Regions from separate parts of the Sus scrofa genome. Here all the other regions are linked to region 2. A link is a contact called in public Hi-C and promoter capture Hi-C data. All regions are on one chromosome and are shown on one strand. Each heading gives the region's core, a stretch centred on a gene start, on an enhancer-like site or on the middle of the called end of the contact. The rest is flanking DNA. Distances are from core to core; before and after follow the strand shown. Region 1 holds the start of SERBP1 (plasminogen activator inhibitor 1 RNA-binding protein). Region 2 holds the start of GADD45A (growth arrest and DNA-damage-inducible, alpha). Region 3 overlaps LOC110261213 (a long non-coding RNA gene).

What was found. Promoter capture Hi-C pulls out the DNA fragments that hold promoters and counts their contacts. Hi-C and Micro-C count contacts between places; a contact is called where the count stands out from the background.
Region 1: a contact with region 2 is called in a promoter capture Hi-C map of fetal liver, with 2.3 times the contacts expected there. The contact joins the promoter of SERBP1 here to the promoter of GADD45A in region 2. A contact is called at or near these places in 1 of 5 promoter capture datasets (fetal liver), 2 of 47 Hi-C or Micro-C datasets (embryonic fibroblasts and heart right ventricle) and 1 of 2 datasets of contacts at active chromatin or transcription factors (alveolar macrophages).
Region 3: a Hi-C map of subcutaneous adipose tissue shows a contact between it and region 2, with 2.2 times the contacts expected there. The contact joins the enhancer-like site here to the promoter of GADD45A in region 2. A contact is called at or near these places in 1 of 5 promoter capture datasets (liver), 14 of 47 Hi-C or Micro-C datasets (adipocytes, blood, embryonic fibroblasts and 8 more) and 1 of 2 datasets of contacts at active chromatin or transcription factors (skeletal muscle).

The regions. Positions count from the first base shown.
Region 1 is chr6:145,185,012-145,188,172 of Sscrofa11.1, reverse strand. SERBP1 (plasminogen activator inhibitor 1 RNA-binding protein) reads right to left here and starts at 1,622. Exons shown (of 8, transcript XM_003127935.4): 1 at 1,028-1,622. The coding sequence starts at 1,340.
Region 2 is chr6:144,942,559-144,945,397 of Sscrofa11.1, reverse strand. It overlaps GADD45A (growth arrest and DNA-damage-inducible, alpha), which reads left to right and starts at 1,309. Exons shown (of 4, transcript NM_001044599.1): 1 at 1,309-1,641; 2 at 2,167-2,268; 3 at 2,509-2,746. The coding sequence starts at 1,598.
Region 3 is chr6:145,078,978-145,082,040 of Sscrofa11.1, reverse strand. The region is part of intron 1 of LOC110261213 (a long non-coding RNA gene); the gene reads left to right. Among named protein-coding and RNA genes, the nearest start is that of SERBP1, 110 kb to the left of the region's middle. Within about 2 kb of position 1,545, at least 21 of the 83 cell types and tissues checked have an H3K27ac peak or open chromatin away from gene starts, as enhancers often do. A contact at or near this core is called in retroperitoneal adipose tissue and subcutaneous adipose tissue, where this site is marked.

The DNA of each region.
Region 1 (3,161 bases), core at 373-2,872, 240 kb before region 2:
TGCATATACCAAATTCAAAACAATCCTGCGAAGTATTTACAGTGACCTGGAAGCAACTGCTAGCCGCCAATGAAATCCTGACCACGCTTCACGCACATGGGGAGAAAAGGTACAGACTCAAAACGGCTCCGCGGCGGCCAACGCTGTGACAGTCTCCGCGTTTCTTTCACCACGAGGCCCAGGCCAGGCCACACACCACATGAAACAGCGCCTGCGGGAAGGGGTCCTACGGGGGGGAAAGGATCATAATCCCAGGACGAGCCTCAGGTGCTATCACCGGTCGTCAGTGGGAATTCCCGCTCCTGTTCAACCCGGAGTGGCCAAATTTCTCTCCCTCCCAACAGCTTAACTCCTTCCAGCCAGTTATTAAGTTTGTAACGATTAAAGGGACGAAGAGGGAAAAATAAAGCCACATGCGGCACCTACAAAGAAAGGCAGCTTTCTCCACGATATCCGATAGGCTCGAGAGGATGGGTAGCTTTGGTGGAAACTCCGACCCCCGGCTTTGCTCAGGGTACCTCGCGCCATCCTGGGACAAGATGGCAGGACAGGAGCCTAAGAGAGACAATCGCACCTCGAAGCAGCAGGCTGCAGGAGAGCTCCGACAGGAAGAAGCCGCCGAGTCCCTGCTGCCCCGCTAACTACAAATGCCCGTGGAAGCAGCTCCCTTCCCCGAGCCCCGGTCCATGCGCCTGCCCGCCCGCCCAGGAATCCGGCGGGAAGACAAGAGCCTCTCAGGATCCCGAGCACGCTCGAGCAGCAGCTCGTCTCCGGACCACGCTCCTCCGCTCAGAGGCTGAGGCGGGAAGGGGGTGGCTCCAGGATCCTTGCAGGCGGCGGTTTGAACTTGGGGCTACCACGCTCCCAGCACCTTCGGAAGACCTGGCTTTGTCGTGTGGGGGAAACGCGAGAAAATCGGCGGCAAAGCCTCCCGTGGACCCTCGGACCCCAGAAGCAAGTGGTAGCTACAAGTCCCCTCAGTCCTTCCCTCCATCCCGGGTCTCCGTGGCTTCCACCACAGCTTTACCTTCTTTCTTAAGCGCCACAGGCGGCTGCGTCTCCTCCTTCTTGTCAACCACGCCAACGTTGGGGGGCAGCGGGTTCTTGCGGTCTTTCTGGGATTCTTTACGCAGCTGTTTGCCCGCCGCGTTGGAGTTGGTCTGCGCTGCGGCCTGAGCTGCGCTCTTGGCCCCAGGGCCCCCAACGCCGCCCCCGCCGGCTTCTTTTTTCTTGTTCTCTGCTGCCTTCAACACCTCGAAGGGGTCCGATTCGTCGTCAAATAACTGGTCGAATCGGTTGGTGACCACGCAGCCGAAGCCTTCCTGTAAGTGCCCAGGCATGATGGTGGCTCGGCGGCGCGTTCCTCCACGGATTGCAGCGGGCCGCGCCGAGCCAAGAGCGCCTGCTTCAGCTCTTCCCACAAGATGGCCGGGCTGCGAGAGGGGGGCCGTCTTCTCTTCCGGCGCCAGGCACACATCCGGTAGCGGCCAGCGCCGCAAGGCACCACGGGGTATGTAGGCAAGAGTCGCTTTTCCCGTGGCGATTCCCAGAGCCAGCACTACGATTCCCAGAGTTCACGGCGCGACAACTCTTCGCGCGCGCCTCAGAGGCGGGACCTCACCGAGGGAGTGGAGCGTGCAAGCTGAGGGAGGAGAAGCGCGGTGGTGGGCGGAGTTCTGCCACCTGCTCTCACCACCCTTAAACTCTCTGGGTCTTGAGCTGCGCTGAAAACAGGAAAACGTGAAGGCGTGTTTTCCTCGCGAAAGTTCTCAGTCTTCGGTTTTACTTCCCGCCTCCGGTCCAGGGCTAACTTTCCCCACCTCTCTAGGAGGGTCAAGGTGGCTACCAGTCTTATAAATGGAAACAAACTTCGAGGGGTTGCAGAGGTGCCGCTCTCTTCCAAGTGCCCCAGCTACTCAGTTGCTGGCGTCTCCCTCCTGCAGCCCCATTAATGAATCGAGACTCTTCTGCTTAATGTGAAGCGGAATACGCTTCCTCTCGCGGGGACTTGAACTCGAGCAGCAGAATTAACCTAAAAGACAAGTTGAAGTATTATATGTGAGTGTTGCGCGCTTGCGACCGGTGCTTTATTTGCTGTTAACTCCCGACAGTGCGGCGCTAGCCAGACCCTGGGCAAACCTCGAAAAGGCGTTGCTTATAGAAGAAACACTTTCTAGAGTCAATCTGATTGTCCGTTAGTGTCCGGAAAGGTACAGATTGGGTGTTTGTAAAATGTGCCAAAGAAGTAACATTTTAGAGCAACCGAATGAATGTGTGGTGTGCTAAAAAGTGCATTGAGGGGAGGAAAATGTCAGCGAATTGACTGTCATTATTAGTTGAAAATATTAAAGTCCTTTGAGATCATAGAGTGTCGATGCATATTCAAGCATATTTGGTAACACTAAGTTTAAATGTGTTGTCATAATTTTTAAACCTTTTTCCAGTAACGCAAAATATAGGGGAAAAAAATGCATCTCTATGTTCAGAGGCTATGAATGACCTTAATGTCAACAACCTGTTAGGTAGGTTTCCCTTTTCACAAATTAAAACCATTTCAGAGGTGAAAAGATTTACCAAGTTTACACTTCTGTAAATGCTAGTGCCAGGAGTTAACCCAGTCTTCTAATTCCACTCTGAGACGCTTGACATCCTTTTTAATCCAAATGCTACCTTTTGATAGAAGCCAGTCAATTATCAGTTCATTTCCAATATTTGATAAAATCTAAATATTGTTGCTTGTCAAGCAGGGTATGTAACATGGCCAAATGCAATCTTATCGATTTCTGAGAGGAATTCAAGTCAATTCCTTAACATGGGAAATAAAAGAGTCATATTACAGTCCTGTGGCAGCAAGCCTAGTGGTTTTCTAATTTCCAAATCCAGCCCCCATTCCTCAAAGTCACCTATTTCTCTTTTGCCTCGCACACACCTCCCTGTGGCACACACCTCCATCTCACACAGAGACCCTGGCTCCTTCCAAGAAAAAGGACAAGGAGTTTTTGACCATATTCATCATGCCTCTTTGAAAATAGTTCAGGTGCAATTTGGAAGATTGTAGTGCTTTAACCCTTTCTCTTTACCAGGGGCTGTTGTTAGTATCTGCATCTTTGAGGCATCTGCTACAGCTCCTCTTTTTACCCCTTTTTGGCCACTACCACAAC
Region 2 (2,839 bases), core at 60-2,559:
ACTAAATTAAGATCAAGAGAGCTGGAGAATATTTTGTCTAGAATGATGCAAACATACGGGTGCAAAAACTCATGTAGCTTAGCAAAAAATTACTTCTGTGATCTTTGTCGGATGCAAGCATCGTTTTGAATGCAAGTGAGCATTTTTACCACTTTTGGTGACTTCAGTAGGTTTAACACTTATTTTTGAATTTATTGCATAAACTCGTAAAACAAAGGACAGAACTTTCAACCTATTCAGTGAAAATCTATACATTCGAGCTGGCTTTTAAAAAATGTATAACTACTGCTTTCTTTCCACCCACAAGTTGCCATTACCTCAAAGGTGAAATTTTAGCATATGACTGAAAAGTCCTATAACTGCAGCTTCATGATTCAGTCTCTAACATCAACAATTCACAGTGAGATCATAGGCTCCCTGTGGAAGGTAGTGACATACTTGCTTTATGCAAGGAAGCTGAGGGCATATTGAAAGCATCTTGAATTTAGACACACTGCTTGTGTGGGTGTCAGACATTTGTGTCTTAACTGGTGTCCTGCAGAAGGATCCTCCTTTGGGAAAGGCTGTCTGAGAAAGGTGAACTGGGGCTGTAAGGCTAGGATACACACATGTGGTAACCAGCTCCTCCTCAACATGGTTTTCCAGAGTTACCCCGGGCAGGTGGGACGCCGTTCCGCTTTGTGTGGAAAGGATTCCAGCTTGGTTCCCTGCCACCACCAGACACAAATGTGTTGATTTTTCTTTTTTGAGCTTCCAACCCTTGCAACCTTCCAAAAATAAATCAAACCAGCCATCAGGGCACCGAAATAATACTACTACTAATAAGCAGCTTTGCCGAAACTTAAATAAACAACACTTCTGAGGTAAACTTTGCCCCAGAGGTCTGGACACTTTTTATGTAACCTGCTTATTAAGAATTACTAGACCTGGACGCATTAACCCTGAAAATAGATCTTAATAGCAGCCCCCAAACACAAAAGACATGAAACGACAATAAAGAAAAAAAATGTGCACCAACTAGAAAAACATTTGGCAGCTTACTCCAGCCCAAGCTGAAGACACCCCCCCCACCCCCGCAACCACCGCAAACACCGCCTCTCCCATCCGCCCCGCCTTCAGGCTAAGACAGTCCGCTCGGGACCCCGCCCCCCCTTCCCTGCCCCGGCCCAGCCCCGCCCCTTAGGCTCGCCTTTCACGTGGCTCCTCCCCCTTCCGCTCCTCACAGCCTTGTTTCAGCAGCTGGGGTCAAATTGTTGGAACAGGCTGATTTGCATAGCCCAATAGCTGCGCGTATGCAAATAAAGCGGGTGCTGGTTGGCTGGGAGTTGGCAGGATAACTCTGGCGAGCGGGGCCTTTGTCCTTCAGTGGCTGTGAGGCAGCTGCCGTGTCGGTGTCGTGGCCCGAGGCGAGGCGGGGGCCCGCGAGCCCTAAGGAGGCCAGCGAGCGATCGAGTGGGGCGGGAGGGGCGGACGGCGCGGCGGCAGCGGGCGCTGGAGTAGCCTACGAGGGAGCGCAGAGAACAGGCGCCCGCGCGCTCGCGGTGGCAGGAGCAACCCGCACGCCGCTCTCTCTCAGTAGGGGACTTGCAGTTGCAATATGACTTTGGAGGAATTCTCGGCTGGAGAGCAGAAGACTGAAAGGTAAGTGGGCCGGCGCCTCTGCCTGAGCTCTGCTCGTCGTCCACTGCATGCACCTTAGCGCTGCTGGGCTGTGCACGGTTTTCGGGGGGCCAGAGGTTAAAAGTTTGCCGAGGGCACCTTCTCTCCCGCCTTTCTTCCCTGGGAACACTCCAGAGGCGCGCGTGGACGTAAAGAGCGTGCCCCCCCTTCCACGCCGGTCGAACCCCTTTAAGCTTTTGCAAAGGGCAGAAGTGACCATCCCTGCCCTTGTGGCTCCTGAGGCCGGCAGCCTGTGGCTGAGCCCAGCGCCAACGACTGGCACTGCCCTCAGGAGAGGGTGGCGGGTGCCACTCACGGGGTTTCTCACAGGACTCTGGACGTAGGAGGGGTCATGGGAGGATGACAGCCGGGAGAGCGCCGGGTTTTGCACAAGGCCGAGTGCGCGATGGCCCTTGCACTCGGGAGGGAGGGTGCAGGGCGAGGGGGCGGTAACGGCCAGGCGTGGCCCCGGGCTGACAGGACCCTCTTCGCTCTGCCTGCTCGTAGGATGGATAAGGTGGGGGATGCCCTCGAAGAAGTGCTCAGCAAAGCCCTGAGTCAGCGCACAATCACCGTCGGGGTGTACGAGGCGGCCAAGCTGCTTAACGTGTAAGTGTGGCCCTGGGGTGTCTCTCGTGGTACTCCTTCCCGCCTCAGCCCCGGGAGGTCGCCTTCGCGGGGCGCCCCTCACCCTGCAGCGCTCCTTCCTGCCACTTTCCACCTGCCCCGTGTCTGTCCGAGGGGCAGCGAGCGGGCCAGGGCGCGATCCCCCTCGACCCGGGCGGGGGGTGCGGGCTCCCACGCAGCGGGTCGTGCCTTTGGGCTCACCGGCCGGGTCCCTGCTCGCAGCGACCCGGATAACGTGGTGCTGTGCCTGCTGGCGGCGGACGAGGACGACGACAGGGACGTGGCTCTGCAGATCCACTTCACCCTGATCCAAGCGTTTTGCTGTGAGAACGACATCGACATCCTACGAGTCAGCAACCCCGGCCGGCTGGCCGAGCTCCTGCTCCTGGAGACGGACGCGGGCCCCACCGCGAGCGAGGGCGCAGAGCAGCCCCCGGACCTGCACTGCGTGCTGGTGACGGTAAGGGAGAAGGGGACTGCAGCCAGGTCGGGGTTAGAGTCCTGGCAGGAAGTCCAGATGGGCTAAGAGTCGCCTGATTGCAGATCTGGAATG
Region 3 (3,063 bases), core at 296-2,795, 140 kb before region 2:
AGCATTTATTAACATTTCGAGATCATCCATAAATCTCTTTGGGTCTCAGATGTGCAGGCACTGCCCTTTAGGGATGGTGCTGACACATTTGTGGGCAAATTGCAGAGATAACCATCTAAAGTTCACAATCTTTCACATCTCTAATTTCTTCAGCCTCAAGAAATACACGCCTATCAAATAAGAAAAAATAAATGAAAGATTTTCTGTTACTGAAGATGAACTGGGATATTTGAACCCAGAGGTTGATCCCAAGATCAACTTTGAGGTAACAACGCTCGGCTGGATGATTAATGTCTTTGCCCCGTACAAATATGCCTCCAGTGGGCACAGCCCTCATCCTGTGATCCAGCCTCTTTGGGCAGCAGAGCCTTCGGTCCATGAGCGGGCCTGGAGCTCCCATTTCCTCCGTGCTGGCTGCAGTTCTTGCCCAGAAACAGGAGCAGATGCTGAGAGAATCTTTGATCCCACTCATCCAAACATTGCATTCAAAGCTGGCTGGAAAGATGCAGGGGATGTGGCTGGGCGACTCCCAGCTGCCACGCATGCAGTGGTCTCCGAGTCTCTTGGCTCCCAGGTGGGTGAAACTCTGGTGGTTCTGCAGGCTCACCATGTCCAGAAAGAAGCTGTTGGAAGGTGGGTGCTGTTGCTGCTGTCACCTCTTAGATAAAGAAAAACTGATTCAAAAGCCAGATAACTCCTCATGGAATTCAGCTCAAGGCTTGAAGACTTTCTAGCTTCCTATGAACCTCAATACCAAGAACCACAAATTGCAAATGTATTAGGTCATTTTGTGTCAAAAGGAAATCATCAAGCCCCTAGAATTTTTCAAAAAAAATTTTTAAATATTTTGTCCTTTTAGGGCCACACCCGTGGCATATGGAAGTTCCCAGGCTAGGGGTCTAATCGGAGCTGTTGCCCTGGCCTATGCCAGGACCACAGCAATGCGGGATCCGAGCCACTTCTGCGACCTACACCACAGCTCAGGGCAACGCCGGATCCTCAACCCACTGAGCAAGGCCAGGGATCAAATCTGCAATCTCATGGTTCACTAGTCGGATTTGTTTCCACTGAGCCATGACGGGAACGTCTCAATTTTTCAATTTTTGAATATATCCTCTGGGTTCTGCAATGGCCCGGACAGTGTTATAACTTTTTTCCTATTGAGAGTTTTTATTTTTTTCCCCTAGAAATTGATTTTATTTGGTATTCTCAAGTCTTAGGTTTTGTAATAAGGGAAAAAACTCAGAGTTTCCATTGTGGCTCAGTGGAATCGAACACGACTGATATCCATGAGGATACGGGGTTCGATCCCTGGCCTTGCTCAGTGGGTTAAGGATCTCACGTTGCTGTGACTGTGGTTTAGTCTGGCAGCTCTAGCTCCGATTTGACCCCTAGCCTGGGATCTTCTATATGATGTGGGTGTGGCCCTAAAAAGTGAGAGAAAAAAAAGCACTCCATTAAAAAACAAAACAACTTACCAGCTTTGGAAGTTCTGCTTGACCTAGCTGACACCAGAGGGTGGCGCCAGAGAGGAAGTAGCCAGCAGAAGGAACAAGGAGGCTCTTGACATGAAATCTTTTGTCTTCAGTTTCCAAGTGCCACCACTTAATTTGCCAGGCTTTCTGTCTTGCGCGTGCCAGCAGCATGGTTGCTCTTCTTCCTCACAGTGTAAGGAGGTGCCCTAGGGTTTGTCCATAGCTGGTCACCCAGAGTCCTTTAGGAAGCGAGAGCAGTTCCCTTCTGCTCCAGAGACAACACTCATTTGCTTTGGAAAGGCAGCAGGTCCTTACAAATGAGCTTGGAAGTACTGCCCTTACTTTCACTGTTACTGCCCCAGTCCGCGCTGCTCCTTGCTCTTTGCAGGTCTGTTGCTTCCACATTTCTGGAAAATGTTAATGGATGGCTCACATGGGCCGAGGTGGGGTCTAAGTGCTTCTGTGGGTGTCAGCCCAGAACTTCCTAACCCAGCATAGAAGAGTGATAGGTGGCTCAACCTTCGATCCCCTTACCCCTGGCTGTGAGCAGATTCACCCATTTATGCCACAATAACGTGTGTGTTGTGCCAGGACACAATATGAATACTGTATTTTTTTTCTCTGGGCGCTATGATGTAAGAAAGTTGAGAAACACTGGCCTCATTTGACCTTCACAACTTATGGGGTAAGCTACTATTTGTATTCCCATTTTACACGTCAGAAAATGGGGGCTCTGTGGGATTGCTTCTCACCCCAAGTTCTCCTAGCTGTTAAGTAGCCCAGCCAGAAGTTGAACCTAGACAGCTCCCCTCTAGAAGTTCCATGCTTTTGATCCCAGGCCAGAAGTTCTCAACCCTGGCTGCATAATAGACTCTGAAGAGTTAAACAAAAGAAGATGAAACCAAAGCCAAGAAACTGTCACTGAAACGTAGCCTCGGAAGACGTGATGACTAAGTGTAATGAGGTGACCTGGGTAAGTTTCTGGGACAGGAAAAGGACCTTAGGGGAAAGCCGAGGAAATTGAAATAAAGTGTGGACTTTGGTTAATAATAGTGCATTAATATTGGTTTATTAATTGTGACAAATGTCCCATACTGATGTAAGATGTTAATAGCAGGGGAAACGAGGCATGGCATTCATAGGAATGCTCTCTATTACATTCGTCATAATTCTGTAAATCTATACCTTCTAAAATAAGTTTACTATTTAAACAACAACAACAACAAAGTCTGGGGTCCCAGCTTAGCGTCATTAAATCAGAACCACTGGAGGTGAGGCCCAGACATCAATATTTTTTTAAAAGCTCCCCAGGAAATCAAGGGTTTCATCCAGGATTGGGAATTCCTGCATTGCCTTCCTGACAAAGAAGCTGCTGGAGTACAGGGATCTTGTCTTGCTGATTTTCATTCCTCTCGCACCCAGGCTTTGGCCCAGGTTAGGCATTCAGTACATGCTTGATGAATCAATGACTAACTATCTCAACCTTTCCTCAATTCAGCCCTGAGATAATCAACTCTAAGGAGACGAGATTAAATGAAAACATTTCCTGTGGTCAGGCAACAAGTCTATCAGTGGGTACTGATTATTT